Regions from separate parts of the Zea mays genome. Here region 2 is linked to region 1. A link is a contact called in public Hi-C data. All regions are on one chromosome and are shown on one strand. Each heading gives the region's core, a stretch centred on a gene start, on an enhancer-like site or on the middle of the called end of the contact. The rest is flanking DNA. Distances are from core to core; before and after follow the strand shown. Region 1 holds the start of LOC100217241. Region 2 holds the start of LOC100193335 (Ras protein Rab11A).

Region 1 (6,060 bases), core at 2,543-5,042:
CCAACAACAAACCACTGACCAGCCTAAGCCTAAGTTGATGTTTTTATATTTGTAATGAAAATTCAAAAATTTGTATGATGTTCCATTTATAAAGGAAATTCATTATTAAAAAACACATCATCAACAACAACAACAACAAAGCCTTTTATCCCAAGCAAGTTGAGGTAGGCTAAAGTTAAAAACCCAATAGAACCTACAAGTTAAGGTTTGGGCACATGGATAATTGTTTTACATACACTCCTGTTCAAGGATAAATCTTTAGGTATATCTCATCCTGTCAAGTCTCTTTTAACGGTCTCTTTTCATGTCAATTTTGATCTTCCTCTTCCACTCTTCCCATCGGTATCACGCATTAGGATCCCATTATGCATTGACACAGCAGCTCGTCTCTGTAGGACACATGTCCAAACCATCTCAACCGATGTTTAGGAGAAGCATTTCTTCAGTTGGTGCTACCCCTAGGCTATCACATATATCATCATTCCGGACTCGATCCCTTTTTGTATGGACACAAATTCAACGCAATATACATAATTTCACAACACTTATTTTTTGAACTTGTCATCTTTTTGTAGACCAGCATTTTGTACCATACAACATAGCAGGTCTAATCGCCATCCTATAAAACTTGCCTTTTAGCTTTTTTGGTACTCTATTGTCATATAGAACACCACATGCTTGACATCACTTCATTCTCTGCTTTGATTCTATGGCTAACATCTTCATCAATATCTTCATCTCTTCGTAGCATTGATCTTAAACACATCAGCATCAGATATTTGTATTGCATTGTGTGATAAGATTGCTTCCCTTATTGACATGAGAAAGCAAAGCATGTTTGTTGCTGTGGAGGGCAAACCATGTCCTGTTTTCTGTTCTTTTCAAAGACATGTAACCAGCTCATGGTTACTCATGAGGGCAGATTATTCTTACAAGGGACAAAAGAACGTAAACGAAGCAGCAATGTTAACTACTAACTAACACAGGACAAGAATCATATATTCCAAAGTGTAACCTTCCCATAGCATTGGGAAAAAATGTTGTGCAGTCACGCTTTGCGTGTAATTGCCGTGCAATCAAGCTTCCAAATGTCCATGGTTATTAAAACATCGCTTAAACGACGTTTAAGCGTCGTTTAAGCGGTAAAACGCGATTAGAAACTAAAACGTTCGAACGTTCTAACAAATCAGTGTAGAACGTCTGTTTTGGACATTTAATCGTCGTTTAAACGTCCAAAATGCGTTTTATGTCGTTTTAGACGTTCTGAGGACGTTCTAGTTACTAGTGGGCCTTCCTAGGCTTTAGGTACTCGGCTACTCGCTTTCGCTTCGAACCAGCGCTGGAGGCCGCCCAGCCGCGCCTGCGACTGCAGATCGCGCCTCCTCACTCCTCAGCCAGCGCTGGAGATCTCCCGGTCGGCCGCCCAGCCGCGCCTACAACAGTGCGACCGCCCTCCTGCCCCCAGGTACGCCGCCGGACCCCTCCTCCCTCTTCCCTCCACCAGTCCACCCACAGGCTAGTGCGCCGCCGTGCCACTACCCAGTGCCCACTTGCTGCCGCTGCATCCACTTGCCCGGCCAAGCTCCACTGCTCCAGTGCCCACTTGCTGCCGCTGTTGCGCTGCATCCACTTGCCCGGCCAAGCTCCAGTGCTCCCGTGCCCACTTGCTGCAGCTGCATCCACTTGCCCGGCCAAGCTCCAGTGCGCCCCCGCATCCACTTGTTGCCGCTGCCCTCAACGACCCAGATCCATCCGCTGTCCTCGCTGCCCCTCACAGTGAATCACCTCTGCGGCTGGGACTAAGAGTGAGGGGTCCCAGCCACTTCCCACTGTGCCGTAGACCGTCGGCCTCTGCGCTGTGCCTCACCTCTGCGGCCTCTCCGCAAGACCAGCTCAAAGATCAGTCACGAAGGCTTATGTGTGAACTCAACTTATGTGTGAACTTATTCTATATTTGAATTTCTATGTCAAGTCTGGAAAGACGTTTCAACATTCGTTTAAACGTTTAAAAGTTAAAAAGTTAGTTCATAACGTTTTACCGCTTTAATAACCATGCAAATGTCATAAAAAATTATAGATGTACTTCGTTGTTCTTTTTTCACGAATGCACTAGAGAATTGTGCGTCATTTCATCTAGAGAAGAGAAGATAGTACAAAAAAGGTATGAAACCCCCATCCCAGTACTTCATTATTTACTCTATCAATATATCAAATTTTATGTTCTAATTCATCCTATGTTAAAAGATATAAAAAACTTCTATCATTTTTTAATAATTCATATTGGACAAAAGTTTATGTTTTTATCTCTCTTAATATAGGATGGATTAGAACTTGAAATTTGATACATTGATAGAGTAAATAATAAAGTACATCTATAAATTTTTCATGACCTTTGATAGTGATTGCATGGTAAACATGATTGAACAGCAATTTTTGCCCACAACATTAGCTGTATATAAATAGAAATTCAAACTTCAAAATTTGGTAACATTAAGCATATTGCTACAGTATACACAAGATTGTAGATAAAAGACAGTCAGTACATTCATATTCATATCAATGAACAGATACATGCAGCAGCATTTCTCTTGCATAGCACCATGTAAAGGGCACCACCAACCTGAATGAATGGATAGTCCTGCAAATACTCCCTGGTGTAGTTAGTAGAAGCAGGCCAATATGGACCACAGAATAGCACCCGGGTAAGAGCGCCGTGTCCATTCCTCTCACTTGGATCACCCATTTTTGAATACTGACCTGTAGCGATGAGCTATGTAGTCAAAATAAATATAATGAATTGTCTAGAATCACAGATACCACTTGTCTCCAAGAGACTCAAAATTATCACGAGAATAACAATATGTCAAAGATATCCATCCATCAATTAGACTTCCAAAATAACTAATTGCTTCCAAACAATTTAACAGAAACAGAACAATCCTTCTATAAAGACAATCGGAGTGATGTATATCATAGCCGAATTTCCAGAAAGCAACAATCATATTGGATTGAACATACTGATGCTAATGCCATGTAAACAGTAATTTCATTTAGAGCAGTTGTTCCTTAGCTAGCATGATCATTTTGGCTTCTGCCTTATACTGATTAAAGTTTCAACTCGTGAATGAAGTAAAATCATGTCAGGCAAGAGTTAAGAAAGAGATGGAAGGAACAAATCTAGAGCCAGTGCAGGAGGGAGAGAAGAATGTTTACTGGCTCCAACATAGATTGATTGAGCAACCAATACACCCACTCTCCTCTGCAACTCACAGTTTTAATTGCTACTCGCTGTGCTCTGCATTAGTTACTAGCACAACACAAACTAATCTGAACCTGCTGACAGCAATATAAACTCTATCAACAGGAATGTGCAAGGTCAACCTCAGCTCAGTGTATGTGTATTTATTAGTTATGTATTTCCTCGTCAGAGAACCCAATCCGATACGGTTTCATCGGCCCAGTACAATTCATCACAAAAGAAAGAAGAAAAAAATCAGCATCCGAGCACCTACACAGCCCGAAACGAAACAAGCACCTGGCAATCCGGCTCTTGCAACTGCAGCCAAAGGGTTGTAAATCAGGGGACGCCCGTGCAGGACAGCAGCGGCAGGGCAAAAGGATGGGAAGCGCCAGGGTCTGAGAAAGAGGGGAAGGTGGGGGACGGTACCTTGGGAGGAGGAAGGAGAGTGCAGCCGGTGGTGTGCGGCGGCGTGACGGGGCAGTGTTAGGAGGAGCAAGGAGGTGGGATGGCGGCCGAGTCTGCCAACTATTGCTCCGGCCATAAAGGGAAGCGTTGATTGGTGGCGTCAGCTGGCAAGGTGCCGGCGGCGGAATCCTTAGGCGGTTAGGCAGTGTTTGGTAAGGACTAATTTTTAGGCCCCATATTTGGTTGACGCATTAGAACCAATAGTTAATTGCTAAAATTAAATAAGACATCTAAATAGACTAGCTAACAGTTCAGCTATTAGTTACTTTTAGTAAACTAGCTACTAGTTAGTTAGCTAATTCAATTAGCAATTTTTAGTCAACTAACTATTAGGTCTAGTGCATTCAAACACTCCTTAGTCTCTAAATTATTAAACATATAGAATAAGACTGTCTCCAACGACGTTCCCTAAATTTCATCGTTTAAAGGAATATTCTCTGTCCTTTACAGCTCACTCTAAAAGATTTCATCCTCTATATTTTCAACATCTTCAGCAACATCCTCTAAAATCGGTCCTCTATATCTACAGTATTAACAGATTTCACAATACACGTTGTTTTTTATCGATCTTAAAAAACAGTTCATAGCGAAATTACATATTGATTTTATTGGGAAACAATATTAGTTTATATTGAGGCAAATAATTACCAGACGTCTATATTATAAGTTTTTGTTAGTCGTCTACGCAATAAAAAAATCATTTGTAGCATGCCAAAAATGATTTAGGAACTAGTTTAGATAATTACATTTTCTAACCTACATTACTAATTGTTTTTCCTAATGAAGCGTACGGCTCCAGGAGTTAAAGCGCCAGAGAGATAAAAAATCATTTGTAGCATGCCAAAAAATCATTTGTAGCATGCCAAAAATGACGCAACGCAAAATCGTTCGCAGATGCAAAATATTTTTATATTGAAATTATTAAATATGTTAACAGATGCAAAATCGTTCGCAGACGCAACGCAAAAATCGTTCGCAGATGGAGAAGCATCGTCTCTGGCGCCGCATCCCAACACAGCTCCTCCCAGCCGAGGTCCTCCGCGACGAGCTTCTCCTCAGCCAAGCTCCTATACGCCGGCGAGCTTTTCCACGTCGTCGTAGCAATGGCCTGCGTTGGTGCTTCTTCTCTCTGGCTGAGCTCCTCCCCCGCTCCGCGCCCGCGCAACCGACGTCCTCTATCACCTCTGCGCTCTGTGCCCGCGCAGCCGACGACCGAGGTCCACCGTGTATATAGCTTTAGCGGACGAACAGGAATCCGCTATCTTTAGCGGAGGAAGAAGCACCCCTAAATTTTACCGGAGCCTTTAGCGTTTATTGCTGGAGGGTATAGAGGACGTAAGAAACGCTATATTTAGCGGACATGTTGCTTTACAGTGCCTTGTTGGAGACAGCCTAAGGGCTACTTTGAAAACCTCAAAACCCTTCGGAATTGGAGGTGATTGAGGTGGAAATAAACTAATTTTCTCTCCAATCCCCTTCAATCACGAAGTGGGTTTGAGTTTCCAAACTAGCCCTAAGGTCCTTTTTGTTTCTCTCCTAGATTATATATGTTGTATTATGGTGGAAGGTTAGGATGGTAAAACATTTCAGCTTATTTGTGGTACTAAAGTGATATTTTACTCTCCTACGTTTTTACCATAATCCAACTTATATAATATAGGAGCGAAACAAACACACCCTAAAAAGACTAAATTATTTTAGTCTCTAATTTCTCAAAGGCCCCCTAAAAGAGACTAAATCGTTCCTTTTTACTGACTTTGTCTCTCCTTTATTAATGTTGTCGAGAACAAGTGGGAGAAATTAGTTAGTTGAAGGGTAATTGAAAGGAAAATGGCCTTAAACCATTTTAGATATTAGTTTTGGTGCTTGATGACCATCACGATCATATGAACTAACTAGTTTGCTAAGTCTTTGATTCACAGGTTCATAAGATCAATTTTAGAGTTTCTAAGTCAAAAATAACTCAAACACAACCAAGAAGGGGTAAAAGTTGGAATAGATGAACTAGCAATAGTTTCATACTTTGAATAAGTTCTAAATACCTCTAGAATCATATTTGACACATCTAAAGTGGTTGGATAGTTCAATTTCAACAAGTCACTCTTTTAGAGCTAGTTTGAGCCAAAACACAAATATGAGTTAGTAAAAATTAAAATGTTCAAGATCCATGGCTTAGACTAGTTGGATAGTCTATACATATGTTTGTCTGAGTCATAGGAACATCCTCAACTACAGGCAAAAGGAACAGAAGAAGAAAAGACAAACTTAGCAGTCTGACAGGGGTCTGGTGGTGCACGTGATCGGTACTTTGAGGTCCAATGTGCCACCAAATAGTGTAGTTTTTGCCCAACCAC
Region 2 (5,997 bases), core at 1,108-3,607, 180 kb before region 1:
CTTCGGGTGAGCCTGAACTCTCAACATTCCTCAACTTATTTGAACTCTGCATTGTACCATTTCTATTGTGCTTATTTTGCATTAGCTTCTATTTAGTTGGAGTTTCGTGTGCAAGGTCCTTGGTATTGATTCAGCTTCTTCTGTTTTGGATCTTAGATGAAAGAACTTTATAGTTGGGACGATGTTGCCAAAAGAACTGAGATTGTTTATGATCGTGCAATGGAATCTCCAACAACAAATTTACTAGATCGCCTTCCTCGGTTAGTAAACACAAGATTTTGACAACTCATCTTGTTTCTTCAAATAGATTTTGTCAATGAAACAATATATATATGTTTTTGTGGCTACCATTGACTGGCTTATTCCATCATCCTCTCCTGTTGTCATGCTAAATATATTTACATGTTATTTTATCAGTGTCAAATAATTTTAGGTCTTAGTCCATTTGTGATCCATATCTTCACATTTTAACTGTCATCAAAACTGAAATACATTTGCTATTTTGGTGCCTCTAATGTTGTATCTTACTTGTAGGTATCTTACTTGTGGATCTTGGGCTGGAAAACTGTTTTGCCTAGTTATGATCATCAATTACCTACTATGGCGCCTTTTAGAATTTCTACAGGTATATGTGTATATCCATGCATTCTCTCTCCGTTTACCTGTTTTTAGATTCCGTGGAATCCTTACACGAGTTTTTTGCCCTCAGCCTGCTGTAGGTATTGAAGAAGTCCCAGATATAGGGCCACTACATGCTCATTTAGGTTCAAGGAATGATGAGGCTCAAGAGAAGTGAAACTTAAATCTTTGACAGTTTTGAAATGGTTGGGGACTTGAGGTGGCAGTCATGGTATCTTCTGCTTGTCAGCATTCGTTCTGATCCACATGCAGTATATGCCTTTATGATATGGCCCCCGCACAGCATTTTCTCTTGAAGCTTCCCGTCTCCGTAGTCGCAGCTGAAAGAGAGTGGAACGCCTTGATTTGTAGGATTTCTTGTCATGCTGGTTAAAGCTATGGTCCGAGTCTCTGTCATTGCCAGCTTCTTTTTTTTTTCTTCCTCTGCGTAATGCGTAGTGAGTGGATGGCCTGCGTTTTAGGCACGTCATCAAACCAATTATCTGCTGGAACGTTGGTACTCTCTTGCCACCATATTGCAACTAGAAGTCTTGATTGGCATGTTGCCACACAAATTCCTACTATGTTTGATGTCTTGTATCATGTCGGAGCACCAATTCCTGCTGTGTTTGTGATGTAATAATGCCAATTCCAACCAGCGACGTGAGACCAATCTGCATGGATCCAGTCGATAATACTTTTTGAATATAAAATAAGTGCAATCTCTTTTCGGCACTGTTTGGAATTCAAGACTGGCCATTCGCTTTGTAAGGTACGAGGTATTGCAGGCACTATTCAATTCTCATCATATGAAATATTTTGTGGATTTTCTGTTTTGTTTAACGAGTAGTACAAAACTTTTGTACAATTGGAATCTGTGCACCTCCGTTCTTTCTAGTCTACTTTTTTTCTGTCCACATTTATTTAAATGATAACAAATATATATATATAAACTATATTTATATATTATTTAATGAATATATAATTAGTCTAAAACGAATTATATTTTAAAATAGAGTGAGTATAAACGATAAGTACAAGCGATGCATGCGGTTTGTGCGGTCCTTTCACTTTTCTTGCTGTGGCCACTTGGCCAGCAACGTGCCCTGCAAAAGTTAATGTGAAAATGCTGCCAGGGGCTGTTTGGTTCCTCCGACTAAGTTTTAGTTGCGTTGACGCTAGTTAATGCTAGTTAGGAGTACTAAATATAATCTAAATATAAAACTAATTATATTGATAATGACTAAATTATAAGATGAACTTATTAAGTCGAATTAATTCATGGTTCGACCATATGATGCTATAGTAAATATTTAGTAATTATAAATTAATTAGGCTTGTTAAATTTGTCTTTTCGCCTATATATAATTAGTTTTTAAATTTAACTATATTTAATACTCATAATAGTCATTAGTCTCTAGAACTAAACACTCCTTTATTTGTTGCATCTATGAAGGTTGCCGGCTAGAGCAAGGATATTGTTCTATATTAAGTTAAACTTAAATTTAACTATATTTAATACTCATAATAGTCATTAGTCTCTGGAACTAAACACCCCTTTATTTGTTGCATCTATAAAGGTTGCGGGCTAGAGCAAGGATATTGTTCTATATTAAGTTAAACTTGAGAAGTCCTTTAGAAAAAAAGAATTGTTTGGAAGCTTTATAATAAGAATTTAGATTTCTTTCTTCTTTAGCTTTTTTTTCCTTTTTTTTGTTGAAACCTGTCTAATTTACTATACGTTTTACTGTATTAAATTACGAGCATTAGAAGTTTAAGATGACTCTGTTGTTGTATCCGTCTGATTGATATTTTAATTTTTACAATAAATCTAGTTCGAGAAGTTAAACCAAACCCCTTATTTTAGAGACCAAACCAAAAACCAGGAAAAAAAATCCACAAAGGCACAAAGATGGAAAAGGTGTATTGGACTCTTTTTAAAGCTAAAAAAACAGTTCAAAAGATTGCTGCTTTTCGCTTCAGTGCTGCTCCGATTCTGTTTCAGAAGATTAACAATTTGAAATTGTGACGATCCTAATTGCCATCTTCTCGATAATAATGAGGAAAAAAAGATTGACGCGCTTTTCGTGTCCTCAGAAACTGCGGGTTTGCTGAAATTCTCCTCCACTTTCCCAAGCAAAGAACAAAGAACCGCCCTTGTTCTCTGCGACTCTGCCCGGCCGGTCTCCGAGGCGGGCGGAGGGAACCAGAGAGCAAGGCGAGGAGCGCGGAAGGGCTGAGGGAAGGGGCGGCGGGGCATGGCTCGCCGGCCGGCGTCGTGGGAGCAGGGCGGCGACGAGTACGACTATCTCTTCAAGGTCGTGCTCATCGGCGACTCTGGCGTGGGGAAGTCCAACCTGCTCTCCCGCTTCACCAAGAACACCTTCGCCCTCGACTCCAAGTCCACCATCGGCGTTGAGTTCGCCACGCGCACACTCCAGGTCTGGCTCCCCCGTCTCTAGTGGTTCTTCAACGTTTTACTTGTGGGTACTAGTGTATAATAGATTAATAGTGCGTTCGACTGGTAATGTTCGCTGGGGTGATTCATCGCTTCGCTTGGGGGTGCTCTGTTTAAGCGATTCTTGGCTTGCGACCCCATAGAATTACGCCTTGTTCGGATTTCGAATTTCATTTGTTTAGGATATTATGGTGGTGGGTTGGGTTTCTTGTCTTCAGAAAAGTACTAGTACTAGGAGAACCCTATCGTATAGTGTCCGCTATTGGTACGGTCGCCTCGCCTACAACTGATGGTGGTACTCTCAACTTTTGGCTCATGGGAAGTTGCCAAGTGTACGCGTGTGGATGTGCTGCTGGTGGCCACAAATTATGGGTGCATGAGTGGTAGTTATTTCTTTCAGGCCATGGTAGTTGAGAGGGAATAATCTCAGTTGAGCTCGACATGAATGATAAATTGAATGAAGTGATTACTAACAGATATTTACGTCTTCTGGTTTCAATTACTCTGTTTATATTCACAGACTTAGGCCCTGTTTGTTTCCTTCTAGGATTATATAATCCAGCTTATAGAATATATAAGCATCTAATGGGCTGCTTATGGATTATTATAATCTAGGTATTTAGATTATATAATCCATCTAATAATCTGTATTGTTTGTTTGCCTCAACTTATTTAAGCTATATAATCTCGAGGGTAAACAAACAGGACCATAGATCATGCCTAACCTTCTTACTTAGGGCATGTCTGGTTCTCCGCCACACCAGGGCACATCAAGGCTGCCACACGTGCTGAAATAGCTGTTTGGATTGCAAATAAAATTTGGCACGGCACAGTTTTTTTTGCATTGTTTTACAGCAGAAAAACTCGCCACAGGTTTGGCGGCCGTTTTTTGGTGCCACAAGTGTGGCATTGCCACAGCACACATGGCGAGTTCGGGTTGGGAACCAAACGCGCTATTAGTTTGCAACTGATTACCCACTCGCCACTTCTCTCTCCAGCACCACTCCAAGCAATACAAGAGGTGTAATTTGGTGGGAAATGATGGATCAGAAATTCGAAATGACAGTTATATATTGCCAACTGTTTGTTATGTGCACCTTCGGAACTGAATTTTGAATTCATTTTTTTTTGTTTCACACTGATTAGGATACTGCAATGACCTGCTTTGTGTTAATCTTGCTAGGTCATCCTAGTGAAATGTACATACATTTGTTCTGGTTCCTCAATCCCAGACCTTGATTGAGGGACATGAATTGTTACAGGCAATGAATAAAAAAAATTCTTTTCGGATTAGTTAGTGTTTGAAGGTTTGGTAGTGATACTGGAATAGAAAGTTCTCGTTGTTTGTTGGAATAGGTTCAGTTAGTAATCAGATCAATGGTACATGGACAAATAGCTAGTTTACTATGCATCAATGTACTATAGGATGTTTTTCCACTATGAAATGCCACAAAGGTTCTACTACCATTTGGCAAATTGCCATGATGAAAGGATTTACTGCTCTGCTCTGCTGTTAATATAAACATGCATTTTTAGTAAATCTCATGCATCTGCTTAAGATTAATGAATGCATTGTTTAAAACTGCTTGCACTTATTTTTTTATACCGTATTATTTTCTTAAATCAGAGGCCAAATATGATATTGAATGGGGATCTACCAGAATCTTAATATGTAACATGAATGCAACTGCTGCCTAAACTTCTTATGTATGGTATTAGTATATCCAGCTATTGATGAGAAGAAATTAAGAAAACCTGGGTCGTTACATAAGACTACAGCCAGTTTTGCTGTACCAAATCCTAGCCCATTCCACACGGACGGATCAGGATTGATCTAATTTGCTGGCCCATCCATTTGGACTGGGCAAAGATTTGGTCCAGTCACCATGGATGCTGAGTACGTAACGGAATTTGAAACAAATGCTCTGAAGAAAGTTCCTAGTTAATTTTATTATTCAGATAAATTGATCATTATTTCACTTATATGTGATGCACATTGCATTTACTTATGAATAAATTTTCCTTATTAGCACAGCAATACTTCTGTTCCTGCTGCCACTGAAGAAACAAGTTACAAAATTTGATTTCCTCTGACTCAGGTGGAGAACAAGATTATAAAAGCTCAAATCTGGGACACTGCTGGGCAGGAGAGGTACCGAGCAATTACAAGTGCTTACTATCGAGGAGCTGTCGGGGCGTTGCTAGTCTACGATGTCACTAAAGTAATGACATTTGAGAATGTGAAGAGGTGGTTGAAGGAGCTCCGGGACCATGCTGACTCGAACATAGTCGTAATGCTCATTGGCAACAAGACTGACCTTAGGCACCTGCGCTCTGTCGCCGTTGAGGATGCTGCAAGCTTTGCAGAGAGCGAAGGTTTGTTCTTCATCGAGACCTCTGCGCTCGATGCGACAAACGTCGAGAAGGCCTTCCACACCGTTCTAGCCGAGATCTACCGGATAATCAGCAAGAAGCCCCTGTCTTCGGAGGAGTCTGGTTTGGGGTCCGGTAACCTCAGAGAGGGACAGTCCATCCAAGTGTCAGCCACAAATTCTGGCGCCCTTACGTCGCGGTGCTGCTCTTCTTAGAGCCACGCCCACCAGGATCATCTGAAGAACAACAGTTCGTCAAGAAGGTCCTCTCTTCCGAGTCGAAATATTTACTCCCCTTTGTGTGAACAATAAGCGTAGATTTAAAGAATGTCAGACTCAGACGCTGACTATATATACTTGACCTGCATAGTCATGTTCCGTCGAGAGGTGCTGTGGGAGAAAAGTTGTATTGCTCTCGAGCATAGAAGAAGGCTGTGTGTATCAGACCCCAGCAAAGCTGCTTGCTATTAACCGTGGCAGGGTAGTCTCTGTGATTTTGCAGCTATAATTTTGTTGGGGGTTAGTTACTATGACTGCGGAGGGTGTCGT

Evidence for each region. Hi-C and Micro-C count contacts between places; a contact is called where the count stands out from the background.
Region 2: a contact with region 1 is called in a Hi-C map of leaf, with 3 times the contacts expected there. The contact joins the promoter of LOC100193335 here to the promoter of LOC100217241 in region 1. A contact is called at or near these places in 3 of 25 Hi-C or Micro-C datasets (ear, endosperm and leaf).

What each region holds. Positions count from the first base shown.
Region 1 is chr2:175,473,333-175,479,392 of Zm-B73-REFERENCE-NAM-5.0, reverse strand. LOC100217241 reads right to left here and starts at 3,792. Exons shown (of 10, transcript NM_001143596.1): 1 at 3,668-3,792; 2 at 2,621-2,757. The coding sequence starts at 3,782.
Region 2 is chr2:175,647,736-175,653,732 of Zm-B73-REFERENCE-NAM-5.0, reverse strand. LOC100193335 (Ras protein Rab11A) reads left to right here and starts at 2,357. Exons shown (of 2, transcript NM_001138471.2): 1 at 2,357-3,059; 2 at 5,176-5,997. The coding sequence starts at 2,877. The coding sequence ends at 5,664. It overlaps LOC100383334 (UDP-Glycosyltransferase superfamily protein), which reads left to right. Exons shown (of 10, transcript NM_001175992.1): 7 at 1-6; 8 at 157-260; 9 at 535-625; 10 at 710-1,361. The coding sequence ends at 796.